Linked DNA regions of Mus musculus: region 1 is linked to region 2. A link is a contact called in public HiChIP or PLAC-seq data. All regions are on one chromosome and are shown on one strand. Each heading gives the region's core, a stretch centred on a gene start, on an enhancer-like site or on the middle of the called end of the contact. The rest is flanking DNA. Distances are from core to core; before and after follow the strand shown.

Evidence for each region. HiChIP or PLAC-seq counts read pairs in DNA pulled down with a chosen protein or histone mark.
Region 1: an H3K27ac HiChIP or PLAC-seq map of double positive thymocytes shows a contact between it and region 2, with 7 times the contacts expected there. The contact joins two enhancer-like sites. A contact is called at or near these places in 4 of 115 datasets of contacts at active chromatin or transcription factors (the SCID.adh cell line, T-cell acute lymphoblastic leukemia, Th17 cells and 1 more).

What each region holds. Positions count from the first base shown.
Region 1 is chr12:107,748,696-107,754,508 of GRCm38.p6, reverse strand. No RefSeq gene overlaps it. Among named protein-coding and RNA genes, the nearest start is that of 4930465M20Rik, 16 kb to the right of the region's middle. Within about 2 kb of position 2,123, at least 64 of the 459 cell types and tissues checked have an H3K27ac peak or open chromatin away from gene starts, as enhancers often do. A contact at or near this core is called in the SCID.adh cell line, T-cell acute lymphoblastic leukemia and double positive thymocytes, where this site is marked.
Region 2 is chr12:107,144,572-107,150,373 of GRCm38.p6, reverse strand. No RefSeq gene overlaps it. Among named protein-coding and RNA genes, the nearest start is that of Gm52008, 36 kb to the right of the region's middle. Within about 2 kb of position 1,768, at least 35 of the 459 cell types and tissues checked have an H3K27ac peak or open chromatin away from gene starts, as enhancers often do. A contact at or near this core is called in the SCID.adh cell line, T-cell acute lymphoblastic leukemia and double positive thymocytes, where this site is marked.

The DNA.
Region 1 (5,813 bases), core at 874-3,373, 600 kb before region 2:
ATGTCTCTCCCCCCACCATCCCGGTCTGCTCACACAGTGCACAGGCTCTGTGTGCACCTCTTGACTCCCAAGCTCCTGGACATTGGGTCATTTGCTTCTTCACACACTAATTTGCTAGTCTCGGAGGGAATTTGTGAATCAATGAAATAAAGTGAATGAATGAGTTCATTCAAGCAGTAGCTACTGGTGATCCCCCCCCCCCCTTCCCCCGTCAGACACTTCAAATATCTTGATAAGATTTTTCTCTTCTAGCTCTGGAGATTGAACATAGGACCTTGTGTGTGCTAAGCAAGCACTCCATCACGGAGCTGCATCCCCAGCCCAATACTTAGCTGAAGAGCAGCCTCTGGGCTTTGGAAACAGAATGCAGTAAAGGAGAAAGTGACTTATTCTTATGCGGGTATGGAGGCGAGCAACCCAGCTGGTGGAAGGCTCTTCTCGAAGGGTGGACCCAGCCACAGACTAAATCTCACCTTGCCTCTGGAAGCAGGCTGATAGACTCACCATGTTCTACCAAAAGCCACTCTCTGCTATATCTGCTGCACAGGGGTGATGGCCTGGTTGGGGAGCATTCGTGAATGGGCTGAAGAGAAGAGAGAATTCCTAGGTCTCTGGGGAATGCTGGGGTTCTCATTTACCAAAAGGGAAGCATGGTGTGTCCCATCTCATAGACACAAAGCTGATGTTTATAGAGGCAAAGGGTTAAATGGGCAGCAAAGCTGGAGGGGGACAGGACACTAAGGTGTCCCCTCCCTCCCCTGCATGGCTTGGGGCTGGACCTTTCTCGCCTCTGCGTCTCAGTCTGCCTGATTAGAGAGCAGGGGTAGTGATGGCCTACCTGCTTCCTGTCCTGGTCGTAACGATTACACTGCTGTATCCTTCCCGTGTGCAGATCTGTATAGCACAAGCTGGCCAGCAGTTAGCCTGTGTTACTATTACCACTGGTCCCAAGAGAGCTTGGACTACAGACCCAAACCCTCAGATCCTGTTGCAAAGGCATGCTGACTGGCCCAGGGAGCTAGCTTTTCAGCCAGCCTAAACTGTCTTTCGAGACTCTGTTGAGATGGTTAAAGACAAAAGCAGGGAATCTTGATGCTGAAAAAAGAGAGGGGCAGGGGACGAGGGGAGCGGGGGCTTTTGGAACTTTCTGTGGAGCTTCTTTGGAAATGCTGGCCTGGCACCCATTGTCCCTCTTGCCTCATCTGCTTGGGCATTGCAACATCTGACATGTCAAGGAACACAGTGCTGTCCTGGGAGAGCAGCCTGAGTCGTGGGAACCCGGGACGGGAGCGTCCAGCAGTTGGGGCAGGGCCTGGATGGTGGGGCCACAGTTAGTCAGGGGCCTGGCAAGGGAAACCCTGGTTGTGCAAGCACAGCTCTGACAGGAGTGTCCCTGGCCTCTGTGGAGACAGGACTCTCCCGTGTGCCTCAGGGAAGCAGGAACTGTTGCTTTGCCTGTGAAGGGGCACCAGGCTCAGCGAGGAATTTGGGGGCCTCTAAGCAGAAGGGGAGACTTGGACAAACCACCCTCATTCTGTTTCTTTCTCAGCTTTCTGAATGAACCTGGGCTAGTTAACCAAGTCTGGCAAGTGATCAGAGGGGCTTTCCACCCATCGTGCATCTCAGCTTACTATCTGACCAAGCCTGGAGGCCAGTGGGGCCCAGTGGCTGAAATGAGAGGAATGAATAGATGCATACGTTATCAGTTGGCTCCGCCCCCCGTGCAACCCACAGAAAGCAGACCGGATTTCTGTGTGAAGCTGAACTATGGGGCAGAGTCACATTCAAACACAGGTGCTTATTGCACGCTGCCTCCCCCTCTCCCCCATCCAGAGTGCAGATCATCCCAGAGAGGAAGAGTCAGAGGATCGGGGCAAACCAATTACAGGCCTTTGTATATTTAGCTTTTCACACCGAAAATGCTTGCGGGGGGAGGGAGATCCTTTGAAATCAGGAACATCTTGTTGGGTAGTGTTGATGTTGTTTTTGGAGGCAGGGCCTGGCTGGCTACGGCAGCCAGAGATGCCGTACAAAGGGCATATTACCAGTATACAAGGTTATGCCTAATTACCTGAGATAGCCTCTTCCACTGGGTGAAAATCAGTTGTCATCAGTCCGGGATTAATTACAGCCAAGGCGGGTTTTCAGCTCATGACTCAGGGCTGACTCAATACTGGGGCAGAAGCTTTCCATGGCCTGGAGCTGAGGTCCCCCCTCTTTTTTTTCCTGGAAACGCCTAAGCTGGCTGCCAAACTCCTGGACAACAGCTTCAACCTTTTCTGGGAGGCCCTACGCCCCTAGTTAAGCTCTTGTTTCTGTGCTGCTCATGGGGGGCGGAATGGGGGCTGTGGCTAGCTTGCTTTCAGCACCCTCACCCCATACTCCCCCAACCCCCCCCACTACTCCACAGGGAGGCAGTTGTCTGCTTCTCTTGCAGCGTGGGAAGAAAACTGAGTCTCTGCTTTGGAACAGTGGAGGAAGGATTTGCACCCAGCGCTTCCTGACTTTGAAGTTGATATATATATATATATGTGTGTGTGTGTATATATATATATATATATGCATGTATATATGCACATCTCAGGTTTAAAAACATGTGAGGGAACTTTTCCCAGTCTGGTTGAGATGACAAGTTTGGTTTTCCCGGTCTGGAATCCACAGTGCCTTTCTGGATAGAGTGAGGTGAGAGTCACATTGAGTTGGCACCGATGGTATACAAAATGGTACCAGATAACAATCTTCTACTGCCCACCAGGTGGCAGGGATGGCAGAGGGTGACCCTCCGGACTTTGAACAACTCTCAAAGAGAGAGCAAAATCTAACCCAAGGGAAGATGTCCTAGAGTGAAGGGCCACCACTGTGAATGTAGCACCGTCCTCAAGGACACCAGAGGGTGGATGTGAGCTCAGCAGGCCTCCCTTGGGACCAGGGGCCGTTTACACCAGTGTGTATGTGTGTGGGAGATTTATTACCTAGTGGGTATTAGGGCCAAATTGAGCCTGTGAATTAGATCGGGAGAGATCCCAGTAGGGAGCCTGGAAGTAGCCGCTAAGACATCTCCTTTTGGGTGAGAGTAGAAGTCCTGGCTTTCGGCCTTCCACCTTTTCTGATGGGGAGATGGAGTTGTAAAGAACACTAGTACACCTTGTTCACTGTTGTCCAGCTTGGCGTGCAGGATGATGCTTTAGCTCCGAGCCAAGGCTTCTGGCCAAGGCTGCGACCCGTGCCTCCCTGGCAATGACTCTGAAGGCACATGGAGAGAGTTCCATGGTCAGGAATCCCATGGGCAGGTAGCCCATGTTTGCAGGGCAAAGAGCTGAGTGGTTGGGGAAGAATGGATTCAGTTTTTCCCAACTCCCAAATGACCTGCCTCCCTCCCCTCCTCTGACCCCACCCTTCTCCTCCTCCTTCCTGACTCCCGTCGTCTACTTTTCCTGTACCTTCTCTGTCTTCTGTATCTCTCAGTGTCTTCTCCATGTGTATCTCTTTGCTGAGTCATTGAAGGTGCAGACTCTGGGAAAACCCTCATTGGCACCGAGGAAAGTGGCCACTGGTTCAGTCTCGACGCCCTCTGGCTCCCGTACCTGCTTTAGACCTCATGTGATCAGACTATCACTGCCTCCCTCCCACCCTGGAGGGTAACTTGGGCACCACGGTCATTGCCCTCTTTGGTTGCAGTAGCAGGGACATGGGAACCATTCTGTTAAAGGTGCTGTTTAGCCTGGGGCAGGGCTTTGTGTCTCAACTGTGCACTGTGTGCCTCCTGCCTTTTATGGGCCAGATGAAATTGGACTTTAACTCATTTTCCCTCTAGGCCCACAGAGTGGCCAGCTCTGGTTGGGCCTCAATCAGCTTTGTTCCCTTTTGATGTAGACCATGATGGGGAAGAGGGCGGGGAAGGGAAAGGGAGAAGCACTTAACACTTATGGGGGCTGACTCTGGGTAGCACGGTTGTTTTGCATGTGCTTGGAGTTGCTCTTCCTCTTCGGGTTAACCTGAAGGACCGTGTCAGCAGTCAGCACTTGCGGGGAGGTTACTCAGGTTGGACACACAGCGGGCCTTGTGAGTTCCTGTTGTCATGATCCCACAGCAGAGCATTCAAAAGGATAGAGATGTTGAAGCACCTCACCACCTGCGTACAATGAGCCAGAAGTGAGGCCTACCCACTCTGTCTCCAGGATATTTATAGGCTTGCAATTCTACCTGCACCTAACTGCCATATATGCTGGAGAGAGAAGAAGATGGAAGGATGTGGGTGGGCCTGGGAGGGCCATTCCTAGAGACATCAATGACAGAACCACTAGTGTCTGCTTTTCCTGGTCCTGGGGATTGTGCGTAGGTTGTCACATACGCTAAGCATCTCTCTGCTTCTAGGCTTTCCCCTAATCTTAGCACCAATAGGAATAATACTTTTCCCTGCCATGCCTCCTTAGCATAGAGTTGGGGTCTCCTAGTCTCAGGTCAGGGGTGAGATGGGTGGATGTTTCTCCATTCCCACCCTGCTCTGAGGTACACAGGAAGAGGTTCACAGATCTGACAGTGGTTGGGGACATCCCACTGTCAGCTGTACCTGCTACTCTGGTTGCTAACTTTTAGCAAAGGGCCTGTGGTTGCTGATGTCAGAGCCTATCAAATAATTAAGTGTAGGACATGCTCAGCACGGGGTCGGAGTCCTCCTGGCTTCACAGGGGTCTTGGACTTTCATTAATTTACATTTGCTTGGCTGAGTTGCAGAGTGGCTGTCGATGATAGTCCCGTCCATGACCTTGACATACGGGTACAGCAACCATCAAGGGCAGTGGCCTGTGGTGCAGTGGTCAGATGATTGTTGTCTCTCAGCCTGCCATGTGGGTGAAACCAGTGTCCCCTTTTTTTCTCTCTGTCTGTCTCTGTGGTTCTTAGTGTTAAAACTTTCACTTATTGCTTTTCTCCGGGGTCCTGGCAGCAGCACAGGGAGAGTGAGAAGAAGCGAGGAGCTTCCTCAACAGCAAAGACGTTCTGCACAGCTGTCCCAACCATGGCTCTTGCCAAGTTCTAAGTCGCTGTGGTCCCCGAGGGTGCGGAGGTGGGAACAGAGCACAGCAGCCTCTTTGGAGGTGAAATCCAGTTTTCTTCTGGAAAAAAGGGCTACCTCTGATTGCTAGAGAAATAGAGGAAAGTCTTTAAAAGGCTCCAGCACTCCCGCCGGCCCCCAAATTGTCGGCCTCCAACATTTTGATGATTTAAGTGTTGATGGATTAAAAACATGTGGTTCGTGTTTCCCCCGGATTCAAACACACGTTGAACTTAAAGGGAAGTTAAAGAAAGGGAGACTTCAGGAGAGCAGGTCGGGTTTTATTCACTCAGTGCCCAGACTTGGGAAACTTGGCTTGAGGTACTTATGGGTACACCCCCAAATGGGCCCTCACAGGCCTCCGGAAATGTCTTCACTTGGTTGAGAGGTAGTATGCATTTGCACCTGAGGTTGGGGCAGAGGTGGGGGCCTGCTTCCTCCTACTGCTGAGCTGGACCCAAGCCAACTTTATACATCCTTAGACATGGGGAGAAGGCGACATTCTTCGAGTGATGAGATTAACTTCCTGTCTTCCAGGAGGGGACACTCCTACGCTGTACCACACCTCATCCTGATTTTACCCAAAGATCCTAACACTCAAGTTAGTCAGCTTTTACTGAGCATATACTAGGTGCTGTTCTTGGTAAATTCTTGTAGAGGGTGAACCCTTTACAGCTCCTGGCACTCAGACCACTTTGATCCAACAAGCGGGCGCCCCCCTTCCCCCGACCCCCATCTTCTCCGGCTTCCTCCCTCTCCT
Region 2 (5,802 bases), core at 519-3,018:
TGAGGAATTAATGCTGTGACATGTGAAGTCTGAGGAGTCAGACTCAGCTCTGTGCACATGACCCCTCATGGGAAGCAGGACTCTGCCTTCAGCCATTACACTTGACCACCTCAATTGTTCTAACTTTCCGTGCCAAGCTCACAGACAACCTCTTCTCTGAGGGCTATGTCGAGGGCCTCCAATTCAGTGAATCCACTGTTTATCTCTCCCTAGTTTGTCACTCATTCATTCATTCATTCATTCATTCACTTATAATCAGATCCTTGAGTCTGTACTTAGCCTGAGAGCGCTATAACACTATATACAAAGTACCGACTAGAAACTCCACACACATTTGTTGACTGACTTAATGTGTAGCCCTGCAATGATTGACAGTTGGGGGTCAGGGGGCTCTTGCACTGAGGGTAGTGTATAGCCTAAAGAGATAATCAAGATGATAAGTACATCCACACTAGGACAGGAGCTTTAACAAGAGCTTTTAGTGAAGGGAACTTTCTGGGAGCCTCAAGGAAGGCATATTATTTACAAAGAGCCAAACGTGGTGTTGGGCACCTATGGAATGTTCCTTGAACAAACTGCTTTGCATTTCCCCACCAAAGATCTCCTCCATGGAGGAGGGGGTGTGTTTGACTTTCAGGGTGGAAGGTATGTCTGTGTCTGTGTTTTTGTGTTGATGTGCATGCATGTGTATACGTGTGTGTTTGTATGCAAATATAGGCATGCAGGTGCTTGTGTATACATGTGACGTATGCACACATATGTCCTTAATTGTATGTCTTCCTGGTTGCTGGTCTATGCCAGACTATGATCAATGCTTTTATAACAGTCTCAAACTAAAAGTCCCTACCCTTTAGTGGGGGATGGAAGGACCCTTCAATAGGGGTTGCATATCAGAAGACCTGCATGCCATCCATGTACATTAACGTTCATAACTAGCAAGATTAGTAACAATGACATAATTTGATGGTTGGAGTGGCATCAGGAAATGAGAAAATCTATTTAAGGGTTATGAAAAGGTTATTAGGAAGATTGAGAAAGGCCATTCTAGAAGGAAGATCAAAGGATTGAAAGCAGGAGAAGATCGTATTGAAACGTCTTCTTGAAGCTTCCAAGTACTTTGAGAAGGGATCTGAGCGACTCTGCAATCTGACTACAGCCTGAGACACACTCTATGGCACATCAGCTAGGAAGACCAAGAGGCAGATAACTCTCTGCCTCACGCCTGCTTGAGAGCTTAAGGGCCCAGAAAGACTGTCCCCTACTGGACTCAGGGCTGCCGGTGTCACTGCCCACATAACAAAAGTACTCTTGGCTCATGGGGTCTGTGATGAAGAACACTCTCACACAGCTCACCAAAGGCTCCATGACAGGTGAACCCTGGACAGCCAGCTTCTACATCTGGGCAACTCTGGAAAACAACGTACCCAGGGGGTTGGTGTGACTTCCACAAAGGAATAGTTTCTGCAAACCAGGTCGTGCCCATCAAATGCCCCAGAAGACTGGGAATGCGCTCGTTTATCATACGTGAGTGTGCACTTGACAATGGCCATTTGTGCCTTCCCTGTGTTATGTAATTATCACCACAGCCAACTGAACAGCTCTCACCCTCAGGCCCCTGCGCTTCTCAGGTGGCCACTGACAGAGTTCGGCCCCCAGACAGTTTAACCACACTGGGGCCACCTGGTACTTGAAGTACCTCAAGGGCCTTCATAAAACTGCTGGGTGACCACAAAAGCAACCACCAGTTCCTCTGGCGCCAGGCCCAGCAGTAAGCGCCCTCCCTGAGGTGGGGTGGGGAGGCTGAGGAGGGGAGAGGAAGATGATATAGCACTTTGCAGCTTTGTCCCTACCAGTCGGGGGATAAGGGCCTCCAGGCAAGTTGTCACTTCTTTATAGAAACCTGCTCGGGTCAACCCGTGGAAAGTCCCACCAGGAGAAGAGTGCTGGAGTTCTGTTCACGCTCTATGAATTCACTAAAAGTAATTTGTGCCTGTCAGGCACTCAGAAATCACATATAGGATGTTAGAAGGCCAGTGACTCGCAAGGAAAGAGAATGTCCTCACAGACAAAAGTCCCCATCTCTGACCCTTCCTGGGCAGCCTGAAAGGGACAAAGTCCATCCTAAAAGCTAGGCTTGTGTGAGGTCTTTTTAGAAGGGTCTTGACCTTTGCAGGGCTTGGACATTTAGGACCAACCATGAGCCTATGTTGACAATTTTTGTCTCTTATCTAAGTCTTAGGTCACCCCAGATCTGACTGTCCACCTCAGTGCTCTCTACCACCCATCCATCTGTTTATTGGAAACCCATAAAGCTCTGATAAGTAGCCTAATCACAACCTGACCCCAGGTTTGAGCCCCAAAACCATCAGACTATGAGGTTAGGGTGGCTGCCCTTCCTTCCCACCTATCTTGCTTCAATGTACACACAAAGCTTGGAATATACATTCAAGCTAACCCTCAGGTATACAGCAGCAGTTGCCCAAAAGGCCACACTGAAAAGCCCGAACTGGAAGAAGGGGGGACTCTGAAAAATCACTGACCCTCGATAACAGTAAGAAAGGCATAACTCCTTGTGTGTGTGTGTCTCAAGGCGAGAAAGGAGACTCTGGTGCCATATGGTCTCAAAAGGACACTCGACCATCAAACAATCAAGAGCTAGGAAGTAAAAAATGGAAAGCCATAGAGCAGATGATAGCTGCGGGGCTCCACACACCTCACACAGAGTGCTCTGCCTTCCTCAGATAATGTGGTACCCATGCTTCCTCATAGGAGAACAGCATCGGGCAGACGAAACTGACTGTTTGCATCTATGAAGAACTAAGAGTTAAAGACAAAGTTTCCATGTGATAGCACCCTTGAAGAAAGAAGAGAGAGAACCAGAGCTCGGGGCTTCCCATGCCCAGGTCATTGGTACCATGACTCTGACTACAGCTCCTGGACACAGAGAAAGAGGTAGGAGAGAGGTATGAGAAGGACCCAGGGCTTTACAGTCAAGGCAGGGCTTGAGACATTCTCGGAAGGATGGGGACAGGCGAGCTACTGTACACAGCAAACGAGATGAAAGGCAAGAAGATTCCAGGAATGAACACACAGAGCTTCTGAAATGCCCCGGCGTGAGGGCCCACAGTGGGGCTCAGAGGAGCGGGGGATGAAATGGTCCCTGAATGAAGCCCTTCCTCTGTGATCCAGAAACCTCTGCTGGCCTTCACCCTGCCGGTTTCACGGGAGGTGTTTTCCCATTACATCACAACTTACAAGTCAGATTCAGCCTAACGCCTTGGTTATTTATCTGAAGGGAGGACATTTCAGAGAACCTCGTATTGCTTAATCAATCAGACTGAGTGAAGGACAGACAGACAGCACATTTCTACCATGCCGTGTTTCTGATACACACCACTTTAACAGCGTTGTCTGTGGTTTCAGTTTGGCTCACCTTACCTCCCTCCTGGTGATGGAGGAGATGAGGGCTGGATGGGGAAATGTAAAAAGAAATAGTCCAACTGCAAGTGCGTTTACTGAGCACTTCCTGTGTGCTCAAAAAAATGCACTCAACACATAACCCAAAGAAACAAGGCTTTGGGCCCAGAGCCTAGCTTCTGGCATTCCAACCACATGGGTATCTGTTCTTCTCCAGCTGAGGGGATGTCTCTGGCAAGTCACTGGGACACTCTGAGCCTCAGTTTCTCTCATCTTTGAGAGGAGGGATGATCACACACACCCTGCCCTCTCTTCACAGCCTGCAAATGGGAGGTAAACACAGGAAATAAGCTTTGGGGGTGGGGTCTCCTTAGGTGGCGAGAGGGAGCTGGGCACCCTGCCCTTCTGCAGATCCAAATTCCTTCTCTTCCTATGCACCTGATGGATTAAAAACATCTGACTAGTTGTTAATAACATTACAATTATTGCTACCATTTGAGACAGCATCTCATGTGTTTCAGGCTGGTTTTGAACTCCCTGTGTGGCTAAGCTTCTGCTCACCAAGTGCTGGTTTACAATTTTGCGCCTCTATATCTGCTTTATGCCTAAGGTACTGGTGGCTGGACCAGAAGGTTTACACATAGTAGGTACATTATACATAGTGGGTGCATAGTCTACCAACAGAGCTACCTCTCTAGCCCTGAACTCCTTTTTATCTGAGTGAGGAAGCCACCAGCCACTCCTCAAAACAGAGCGAGCTTTATCCCATGTGAACGAATCCACGACTCTGTAAGAGAAACCTCAAGGCCACATGGCCTTTGGCATTCAGAAGGCTTCCCGTTTAGAATGTAAGCAGTTGCATGCATTAGTATTATTTAACACCCCCAGTGGGACCTGGGGCCATGCCTTGCAATCAGGCACAGTGATATTTCTACAGAAAATGTATGAACATGTGCATGAAGTGAAATAAACACGGGCTATAAATAGCCCGGTGTCAGTCTGGGTCAATTTTTGCTGCCTAGTAAGTTCAGGTCAGGCTAGTTGTGACAGCCAAATAAGTTATCGACTGTGGACTTTCTAAAAGCCTGGGCCTTCAGGATTGCAGCGAGGTGATAGAGGACATCCATGACAGATGAGAGTCTATTGCCCTCCAGTCTCGGGGTTAAGGGCACCCAGGTGATGCGTCACCAAGGCCACAAGCTGCAGATACTCCTCCTCCTTGCATTAGACGGGAAACTGAGCCCTGGACAGGAATCTGTAGGTATTGACGAGCAGGTCAATGCCTTCTGTGTAACTTCAAGGCTCAGGTTCTGATCCTCGGTATCCGACTGATGCCTGTGGCTATCTACTGGGAACTGGAAGAGTTAGTCTGAGAAGTAGAGTGTGAGTCATTGGGTCAAAGGAAACAGCTCACTCTGGATCCTAACACCCACTTCCTTCTAACCAGGAGGAGGGGACAGTCTCAACATATGGGATGTCAGAAAACAATAATACATAGTCACACCGACATCTCTTTAGCTGGGTGTCAGGGGATTGGGAGTGGGCTTGATCCACCTGGTACTCTTGTCAGAGCTTTGCTTCTGCTGGACTTGTCCCTGGACTGACTCCATCAGCATCCCTGACTCCATAGTCAGACGTAGGACTTGTCTCCAGACTGGCTCCATCAGCATCCCTGACTCCATAGTCAGATTTATCTTCTCATGGGGTCAACTGAACATGTTACTCTTTTGCAGAAAACCCACTAGGGCTTTTGCTGAGGACCTGGACACACAGACCACTGCTGCCAGGCAGGGTCAGTGTGCTGCATAGCCCTTCAGGTCAACTAAACCTAGAGATGTCGCTGTGCAGGCTCATGTTCAAAGCTCAGTTTCACCACAACCTCGGTCTCCATGGTAACTCTCCTTCTCCTTGTTTCAAACTAAAGTTTGTCTGAAATTGAAAACTTTTGCCTGATCGTCTACCCTAAAGAATATTTGTTGATGCTTCCAAGACAAAAACAAAACTGCATGTCCTTTCCTTGGTTGGAATATTCCACCTCTCTCTTCTTGGAGAGTTCTTAGTGTCCCTCTGATTCTGCCATCTAGCTGGCCCACTTTTCTTCAAGAGAGCAAATTGGACCCATTTCATCCAGAATTACAGTTGTCTGCAGTGTGGTTTGTAGAGGTTTGACAGGTTTGTGCTGAGTGAATGGGTGTCATAGAATCAGGGTCTACAGCCACACCACTTCAGTTCTAGAAAAGGCTGCTGTGCAGTTAGCCATTTTCAAAATCTCTCAGCCTGGGCAGCTCTTAGATGAAAGCTAGAGTGTTGGGGTGTTTCCTAACAACTGGCACAGGTGACAAATGGGGAAGGAGCCACACCACTGCTTCTTTTGTCTCTGAATCA